Regions from separate parts of the Pan troglodytes genome. Here region 2 is linked to region 1. The links are chromatin contacts, called in public Hi-C maps. All regions are on one chromosome and are shown on one strand. The core of a region is the stretch at or near the end of the contact, and the rest is flanking DNA. Distances in the headings are between cores, read along the strand shown.

Region 1 (4,348 bases), core at 1,581-4,080:
CCCAAAGCGAAGGTAAGAGTTCTTCCGCTAAGTGATGGCCACCAGATGGCAGTGCATCTCAAGGAATGGAGGGAGGACGTCTCTTCTGGACCAGAACTGCCAAAGTCCACCATGAGCACTACCTCTCTGCTCTAAACCAAAGAGACAGGGATGAAGATCTGAAAGCGTTTAAATATTTCAAATCTTGCAGAAAACCTTGGAGAAACAATCTTGCCAACTGCAAATGTGTGATTGCTGAGATTGAATCCTGGGTGATTCTGAATGGAATATTTATTAGCTTTTAAATCTTGTGAAGCCAGGGCTGTCCTTCTCAGAACACAGGCTGTAGCCCTTTATGTGGCAAGGTGTGAGTCTCTATTGCAGGGGCTCTTCTTCTGAATTCATATTCTCTCCTTAGGTGATCGCATTGACCCCTGTGATTTCAATCTACACCCATGATTATGACCTATAGCTCTATCTGCTACCTACTCAATATCTTCATTTTAACATGTTTCACAGAAGTCTTTAATTTCACAGACCTCACACTTAACTCTAATGCTTGGTCCCCTGCAACCCACAGTGTTTCCAGTGTTTGCCAGTTTATCATCCAGCCAATCCCTAAAACTAGAAATCTGGGAGTAATTTTTTAAACTCCTCTCTCTTCTTCACTCCTAATATCCTTTCCATCTTAGGGCTTGTTCATTCTCTAAGTTTTTTTTTGCTACCATTACCACTTTTACTCTGCCTTCTTCCCCAGCCCATGGTTTTGCACAGAACTTCTAAATAATATCTGTGATTTCATTCTTGCTCCATTCCTATATATCTTCTGTAGTCAGTGACCCTTAAAAATGTAAATCAGATGGTGACACTTTTGATCTTACCTTGATCACTACCACTCTCTACTGAACCTCTATGAGGCAGTCACACTGATTCTCTTTCCATTTTTGTTTTGTTATTTGCAACCTCAATGCCTTGGACCATAATGTTACCACTGTTTGGGATGTCATTTCTCTCCTTTTTATTCCCCTCCTCTAAGTAGGATCTTGTCTTTCAAAACTCACCTCAAATATCACTTGCTCAGAAAGCTTTCCCTAACTCAGAAAACTAGGTTAAGGCCTCTATTTTATTATGTGCTACTTCCCTGATGTTGTACTTATCACATCGGTAATCACTTGTTCATTGTTTCTTGCTAAACTTTTAGTGCCATGAAGAAAAATGACCACGTCTGTCTTGGCCATTGCTATATCTTCTGTGTGTAGCACAGTGCCGAGGATATAGTTGTCATTCAATACGTATTTGTAGAATGGATTACCTCATGAATGCAAATATTACTGAGAATTGAAAGAATGAACTAATAGACATAATTTAATTCTTTTAAATAGTGGCCATTTGGGTAGAGCATTTTGGGTGGTGTAGGAACGGAGTGGGCATGCTTCAACACTCTACTATAAAGGAAGAATGTGGAGCCTGGTTAAAAGCACTCTAACCACATTTCTTCTGGAATATACCCTGGGTCTGTGATCTTCCTGTAGTGGTCAGGGAAGTCTTACTAGTTCCTGATCCTGGCGCAGCGAGGAAGGAAGGAGCTTGAGAGTAAATGTGTGGTTGGCTCACTATTTTATTACTGGACTTAAGTCAGTTGTGTTAAAGGGCAGTAATATGACAAAAAGAGGCCCTTTGTCTCTTTTTCCGCAGGAACTTGGCAAAGGAACATAATGTATATGTAAAGTCTAAAGTAATGCCATTTAATAGAACTTTCTGTGATAATGGAAATGTTTTATATCTATACATCTGTTATAGAAGCCGTTACTCATATATGCCTTTTGGGCAATTCAAATGTAGTAAATGCAAATTAGGAGCTGAATTTTTTATTTTGCTTAATTTCAATGAATATTGAAATTTAAATTTCAGCTAATTTATATTTAAATTTAAATAGCCATACATGGGTAGTGACTACTGTATTAGACTGTATTAGGTAGGTCTAGAGGATATGAGTTTTGTTGAGATGAAGATGGCAGAGCACATAGAATGTTTTGTTCTGAAGTTGCCCTGCATTACAAAGCATCTGAGTTATGAATTTGACATGCTTTTATTTATAGTGATGCTCCCTTTCCAACAAGAATGTTAAAATAAAATCTTTCTGGATAAGAAGTAAGATGTGGATTTCTTTTGAAAAGAAAATGTAAGGGACTTGCTTCTAAGCCTAGCTTCTTCTCATTCTTGGAGTGTGCTATCATCTTCTAATTCAATACAGTGGCTTTCACTTCCCATCAGATAAAAAGAGATGCCTCAAACCAATTCCAAAAGCTACTCTCAGAAAAGCATTGGTTGAGTTTTCATCCTGACTCCTAGGATAACAAATAGTAAGTCTTCAAACAAAGCAGTAGCTATGCGAATTCTAGAATTTTGATATGTATTGTTAATGTTGGTATCGTACCACTTGATGCTCTTATGACATGTTTCATGACATCAAGTACTGCACAAAATTAAATTCACATTCTAACACTTGTTTAAGTTTAGTTGGTTAGGATAGTGCTGGCTTCTTAACATTTTTAATGTATTTAGTACATGAAAAGTACATAACATTCTCCTTTGTGTACATAGTACACATATAAAATTCAAGCCTGTGTTTGCACAGCATATGAGGGTAAATGGATAAGCCAGGACATGGCTACAGGAGGCTGGCCCGATGGCTTTAAAGGATCTGGGCTCTGCCTAGCTCTGCTGAAGGCTGTGGAAATTGTTAATTCTGCCCAACTGTAACCCATTTGTCACACTGTAGTTGGTAAACTCTGTTGACTTGGTGCTCATGTGTTGAGATAATGCTTCCTAAAGTTTAATGTGCATATGAATCAGCTGGGCATTCTGTTAAAAGGCAAATTCTGACTCAGCAGCCCTGTGACTGGGCCTGAGATCCTGCATTGCTAACAAGTTCTCAAGTGATTCTAATGCTGCTGGACTTCACTGTGAGTAGCAACGTGCTAGGGCATAAATTTGATTTCATTTTGATTAGTTTTACACTGAAACATCTTCCTCCATCACTACAAAACTTATTCTTCAGTCCTGATGACTATGATGTTGTGGTATCAGTCCAGGTAAAAGTGAATAAAAAATTTGATTTAAACTTGTTTCTGGGATTAGAAAAATATAGCTCAATATACACTAAGAGGAAGTTGGTAGCTATGTATTTACATTTCTCTTTTTGAGGTAATCTTTAGCAGTAGAGGAGTTGCTCCATACCTACTGTGATCTCACACAATTTATATAGGGACATATACGTCTTCTAGGCTTTCATATTCCTTTACATCTCTCAAAACTTGTGAATTTTCTAAAATGCTTCCTTGAATTTGATGCCCTCGGGAGAAAGGTCTGTATCCTCATAACCACACTTGGGACAAATTAGCCCAAGCTTCTGGATTATCAAACTTTTCTTCAGTTCTCAGCATGCTCTTGTAAAATTATGACCTCAAGCTTTAACTTTTTGGTCTATTGCTTATACAGTAAAGCAAGCAAACAAATAAAATCAAGTGCCACGCACATGCACAGATAAATATAAACATATGAATCAGCACACACTTGGGGAAATTTAAACGAATATTAGTGGGAAAGAAATATAAACAAATATTATGATTATTAATACAAATTAGTAACCAATTAGGTATAAATATGCACTCTCCAATGTCTTCTTAATTTCAGATTAAGGTGACCTCCAATCAATAGCCAGCAAAAAGCCAGGGCCCTACGTATTATACCTACAAGGAAAAAATTTCTATCAACAACTTCAATGAATTTGGGTGCAGATTTTTAAACATAAATTTTAGGTAATTCCCACAAGGACCTCTTTTTGCTGTCTTACTTTTTTTCTCCTCTTATCCCTTTCTTATATGAAATAAGATGGTTACTTTGGTAATTGATGAATAATTTATTACAAAATTTGTTTTAGCAGCTAAAATAATGGTGCATGTAAATATTGGTATCTACATTGATAAAAGCTTCTTAGAGTTGACATTGGGATGTGCTAGATTTGAAGTAGGAGACACTAGATTTTTATCATTCTCTGACAATTTTCTCAGATAATACAAAACCAATTAATGCAACCCTGATTAGTTTTTGACAGAGGTTTTCTTTGAAAGATAACACAGCTTAAATTCATAGAGCTTCTTCCCTTAAGGAATTTAGATTGCTCATTCTTTTCTTACCAATAATTTAGTTTCATTTTAATTTCTTAAAACCTATTTCTTTACTTGCCCTGCCTAGCCCAGTTTACAGTGGTGCCCCACCTGAGACTCTGGGGTGGGCCAGCGTGTGTTTTAACCAGCCTCGCCAACCATCCTCGTGTTTGAGCAACATGGGTTTACACCACCACTCC
Region 2 (3,916 bases), core at 413-2,912, 430 kb after region 1:
TCATTTTCCCTTTTAGGGAGCTCTTCCATTATAATTAATGACTCACACAAGTCATGAAAAATGGCCATGATTGTACCACATCTAAGACATGTTTGCAGTAAATTCTGGAAGATTTAGCCTCACCCATCAATTGAATAGGTTGTCCTAAATACACATGATCATTCAAGCCACAGCACCTTTGTGGCAGTTGATAAGCTATCCTTGTTCAGTGGGTGTTTAAATCTTGTCCTTCAGCCAAGTGAAATAAAAGGAATGTTCTCATTAAAAGTCAAAATCTAAAAAGCAAAATTCAATCTGTCAAATTGTCAAGTGTATTAAAGGTGAAAAATAAAGCTGCTAAGACGCTTGGGTCTTTTTTTAGACTCTTGTTTCCCTGGCGAGAAGAGAGAGTTTTTCTGAGACAGGAGTCCTTTTTATACACATTTCATAATAGTTTGTGCCCCTAAACGTAAGCTCTGAGCCAATAACATTCAGGTCCTGTTAACACATTTATACAGGTTTCTAATCAATAAGTGGTTATTAATTTGAAGTAGATTTTAGTGACTAGATCTTCAAACCTATCTGCCTCCCACAAGCTTCCAACTCGGATATATATGTCATAGAACAAACGGGAATTCAGTATGAAAGATTAAAATGAACTTAATTCAATGTCTAAGATATTACCTTTATTATGAATTATCCCTTTCAAGATGTTTATTCATACCAACATCTGTAATAATAGTCGTGAGCAGAAATGATGCAAGCAATATATTTTTCTCATGGACAGCCATATTTCAGGTCAGTCCTAAAATAAACTTACTATCAAAATTTTTAGCTAAATATTATCTTTACTGGGGGATGAGGTAGGGTTATCATATAAAATACAAATGGCCACAAATTTGAATTTCAGATACATAATAAATGTTTTTTAGTGTAGATATGCTCTAAATATGGCATGGGACATACTTATACTAAAATATCTATTAGTTGTTTATCTGAAATTCAAATTTAACTGGAGGAATACTTATTTTATCATGATTATTTCTGTCCTAATCGGCAACCTAGGCGTGAGAGGAAACCGTCGTTTGAAGAAGGTGTCTGCTGAAGTCTCAAATAGAAAAGCAGAGGGACACACTTGTTAAGGCAGCTCTGGTAAGGTTTCCTCTATCTTTCCCCAGTTTACCAAACGAAGTGGAAGTCATTGACTAGGGCCAAAAAAAAAAAAAAAAAAAAAAAAATCTCCTCACCACTGTCCCAGCTCATTTATGAAGACATTTTCTTTTCGCCTGGAACTGAAAAAATAAATCAAAGCCGCTTGGAGCCTGATTTATTAGTTTTCACCGAGTGTCATGCAGCCACTAGATGGCAGTAGCAGCCCATCATACCCCGCCCCCTCCCTGGCGTCCTGGAGCCAATTTTCTGTACCTTGTCCTCTTTCTCTTCGCAGGTTTCAGCTTGTCACTTTTCTTCTCCCTCTTTGTTTTCTATTTTTACTTTTATTCAAATGCCAGAAAAACCAGCTGGTTGAAGAAGTCATGCGGTGCTCCACACGTTTGTCACAGGGGGTGCTGTGACTGAAAAGCCTAACTGATTTTCTAGGCCGCCGGAGCTGGATATCAGGCACCAGGGCACAAGGACACTTGCACTGGAAGCTGTGGCTGGGTAGATAAGGACAAAGAGTGTGATCATGCTTTGCTAAGTCCAGGACACAAGTCTGATTCTCCTGCATGTGAGAATCTCTCTCAGCTGCAGCTAGGTGCTAATCCGTGAACAAGCAGCTCATGGGGGACTTCCCAAAGGTTGTGGAGTTGGAATTTTGGTGTTCCTTTTCAAGACATGAATTTTGTTTTCAGGAAAAAAAAAAAAAAAAAAAAAACAAGAAAACGAAAAACCACATTGAGTTACAAAGCTATTCACATGGAGGTATCAGGAATTGATCTTCAGTTTCTAAAGTCCTCCTTAGAGATTTTTAAAGTTGGTAAGTGAGAGAAGAACTTTACATTTTGTTAAAATCTATTTTATTAAAAAGAGGATCTCTTAAATTCTTACTCCGAAAAAGTAGAGGAATGGAGAATACTGTGAAGTAAACGGGTTAAATGAATTCAAATCTTGCTCTCACCAAGGGCATGGCATCCATACGGCGAAGGCAGTCCCACCCTTCCCTCGCTGTTCCCTTTCCCTTCTGCCCGCCCCAGCCACTGCAGTTGTGCAGAAGACCTTGCTATCGATATTGACTGGTACCCTTGTTCCAGAATTCACACTTTAGCTTTTTTTCCAGGAATATAACCTCTCGTATTTAAACATTTCAAAGCAGATTATAAGCTAGGTTTGGATTCTGTTTGCACCTCTTCATTGTTCTTCATTGTCAACCTAAAACTGCATTATTATATATTTTTTAGTTGGGTATTTCCCTCGTCTTTCTTCTCTCATTTAGCAGAAAAAAATCAAGTTTAATACTTCTCTAATATGTTAGATATAGATTTCCTGATTTATTTTTTGAGCTTGGGAACAGTAACTTCTGCCAAGGGATTCTTCTCGAAGCAGAATGGGCTTTTTATCTCTGCCACCACTGACAACCAGTTAGTTGCTTAGCAATGATTGGGATTGAATAAGAGGGGGCACTGTGGTGCATACTCTTGGAACTCACTGTGGTGGCCTCAGCCTCCTATTCACTGTAGATTTGTCTTCAACTCTTTCTGGAAAAGGGTTGGGTGCGGGATGGTTCAAGGAAGTCTTATTATGATAAGAATCGTCAATCCACTGGGTGGCTCCTGGATCTAGGAACATGTCAGCTCCCTGGTTCTTCTTGCCTTGGAACATTTTTAAAAAGGAATTTCATATGTTAAATTCTACTTTGTAATTTTCTGTAAATTATTTACTTTATCCTGCACTGGTAATTCATAAGCAAATAGTTTTCCTTGAAGGAGACAAATAAACACAAATTACATTTCAATAATATTTTCCATTGATTAATGTATAATTTGGAATGATCATTCATTCATGCATTTGTAATTCATTTGTTCATTCATTTATACATATTTTATTTATTTATTTCACAAATATTTGTCTTCTATATTCTAGGCACTATGCTAAAGGCTGGGGAAACAAAACAAAAGCAAAACAGAAAAATGGATATTGCCCCAAGCTTCATATGATTTATAGTACATTTGATGATTTGTCTTAATGAAAGCTATATATGAACTTAGGGATTTTAAAATTAGGGGCAGTGTAATGTTGTTTTCCTGTCCCTCTGGAATGGGGAAACTAACATTTAATGAAGGTCTCCTATTAATTCATACACGATCTCATTTCTCACTTTTCACTCACGTATGTCATGAATGCGTAGATAGACACATGTTTACCACTTGCAAACAACTATTTATAAACTTTACTTGGTAGAAGAAAATGTCAACCTATCTCCTAATCATACACTTTCTCCATACACTTATTCAACATCAGTTACTGGAAGATTATTCAGTGCCAGATGTGTTGTAGATATGGTGGGCAGAATGGCAGATGGACAATGTCCCCGCTCTCGTGGAGATTATATTTGTGAGTTTATAACAATTACAGATTAGAACTATGGATTTTACTACTTTAGCATTAATCGCTAGGGAAAAAGACATATCCTTTCTTCTGTGAACAAAGAATTCTTATATCTATATTCTATAAGTTATTGAGAGCTACTCCACAGAGCCAAGAGAATCAGTGTGGAGAGTAATTGGAGACAGCAAGCTCTGCCTACATACAAGTTTCCAAGGGAAGTACAGACTCAGGGTCTTACATCCAAGACAAAATCTTCCCCACTCCTCTACCTCATTTTATACTAAGCATAATATCAAAACAGAAAACAGAATTTACATAAATAAATAGATATTTGTCTACTCCCTTCTCCAAGTGTTGAAAAATATTTGGTATAATGTTTTGAGTGAAGAAT

What was found. Hi-C and Micro-C count contacts between places; a contact is called where the count stands out from the background.
Region 2: a Hi-C map of induced pluripotent stem cells shows a contact between it and region 1, with 2.0 times the contacts expected there. The contact joins two enhancer-like sites. A contact is called at or near these places in 2 of 7 Hi-C or Micro-C datasets (induced pluripotent stem cells and stem cell-derived neural progenitor cells).

Annotation. Positions count from the first base shown.
Region 1 is chr2:105,553,796-105,558,143 of NHGRI_mPanTro3-v2.0_pri, forward strand. No RefSeq gene overlaps it. Among named protein-coding and RNA genes, the nearest start is that of ZPLD1, 200 kb to the right of the region's middle. Within about 2 kb of position 2,831, at least 1 of the 24 cell types and tissues checked has an H3K27ac peak or open chromatin away from gene starts, as enhancers often do. A contact at or near this core is called in induced pluripotent stem cells, where this site is marked.
Region 2 is chr2:105,988,254-105,992,169 of NHGRI_mPanTro3-v2.0_pri, forward strand. All of the region lies in intron 8 of LOC107970711 (a long non-coding RNA gene), which reads right to left. Among named protein-coding and RNA genes, the nearest start is that of ZPLD1, 230 kb to the left of the region's middle. Within about 2 kb of position 1,663, at least 6 of the 24 cell types and tissues checked have an H3K27ac peak or open chromatin away from gene starts, as enhancers often do. A contact at or near this core is called in induced pluripotent stem cells, where this site is marked.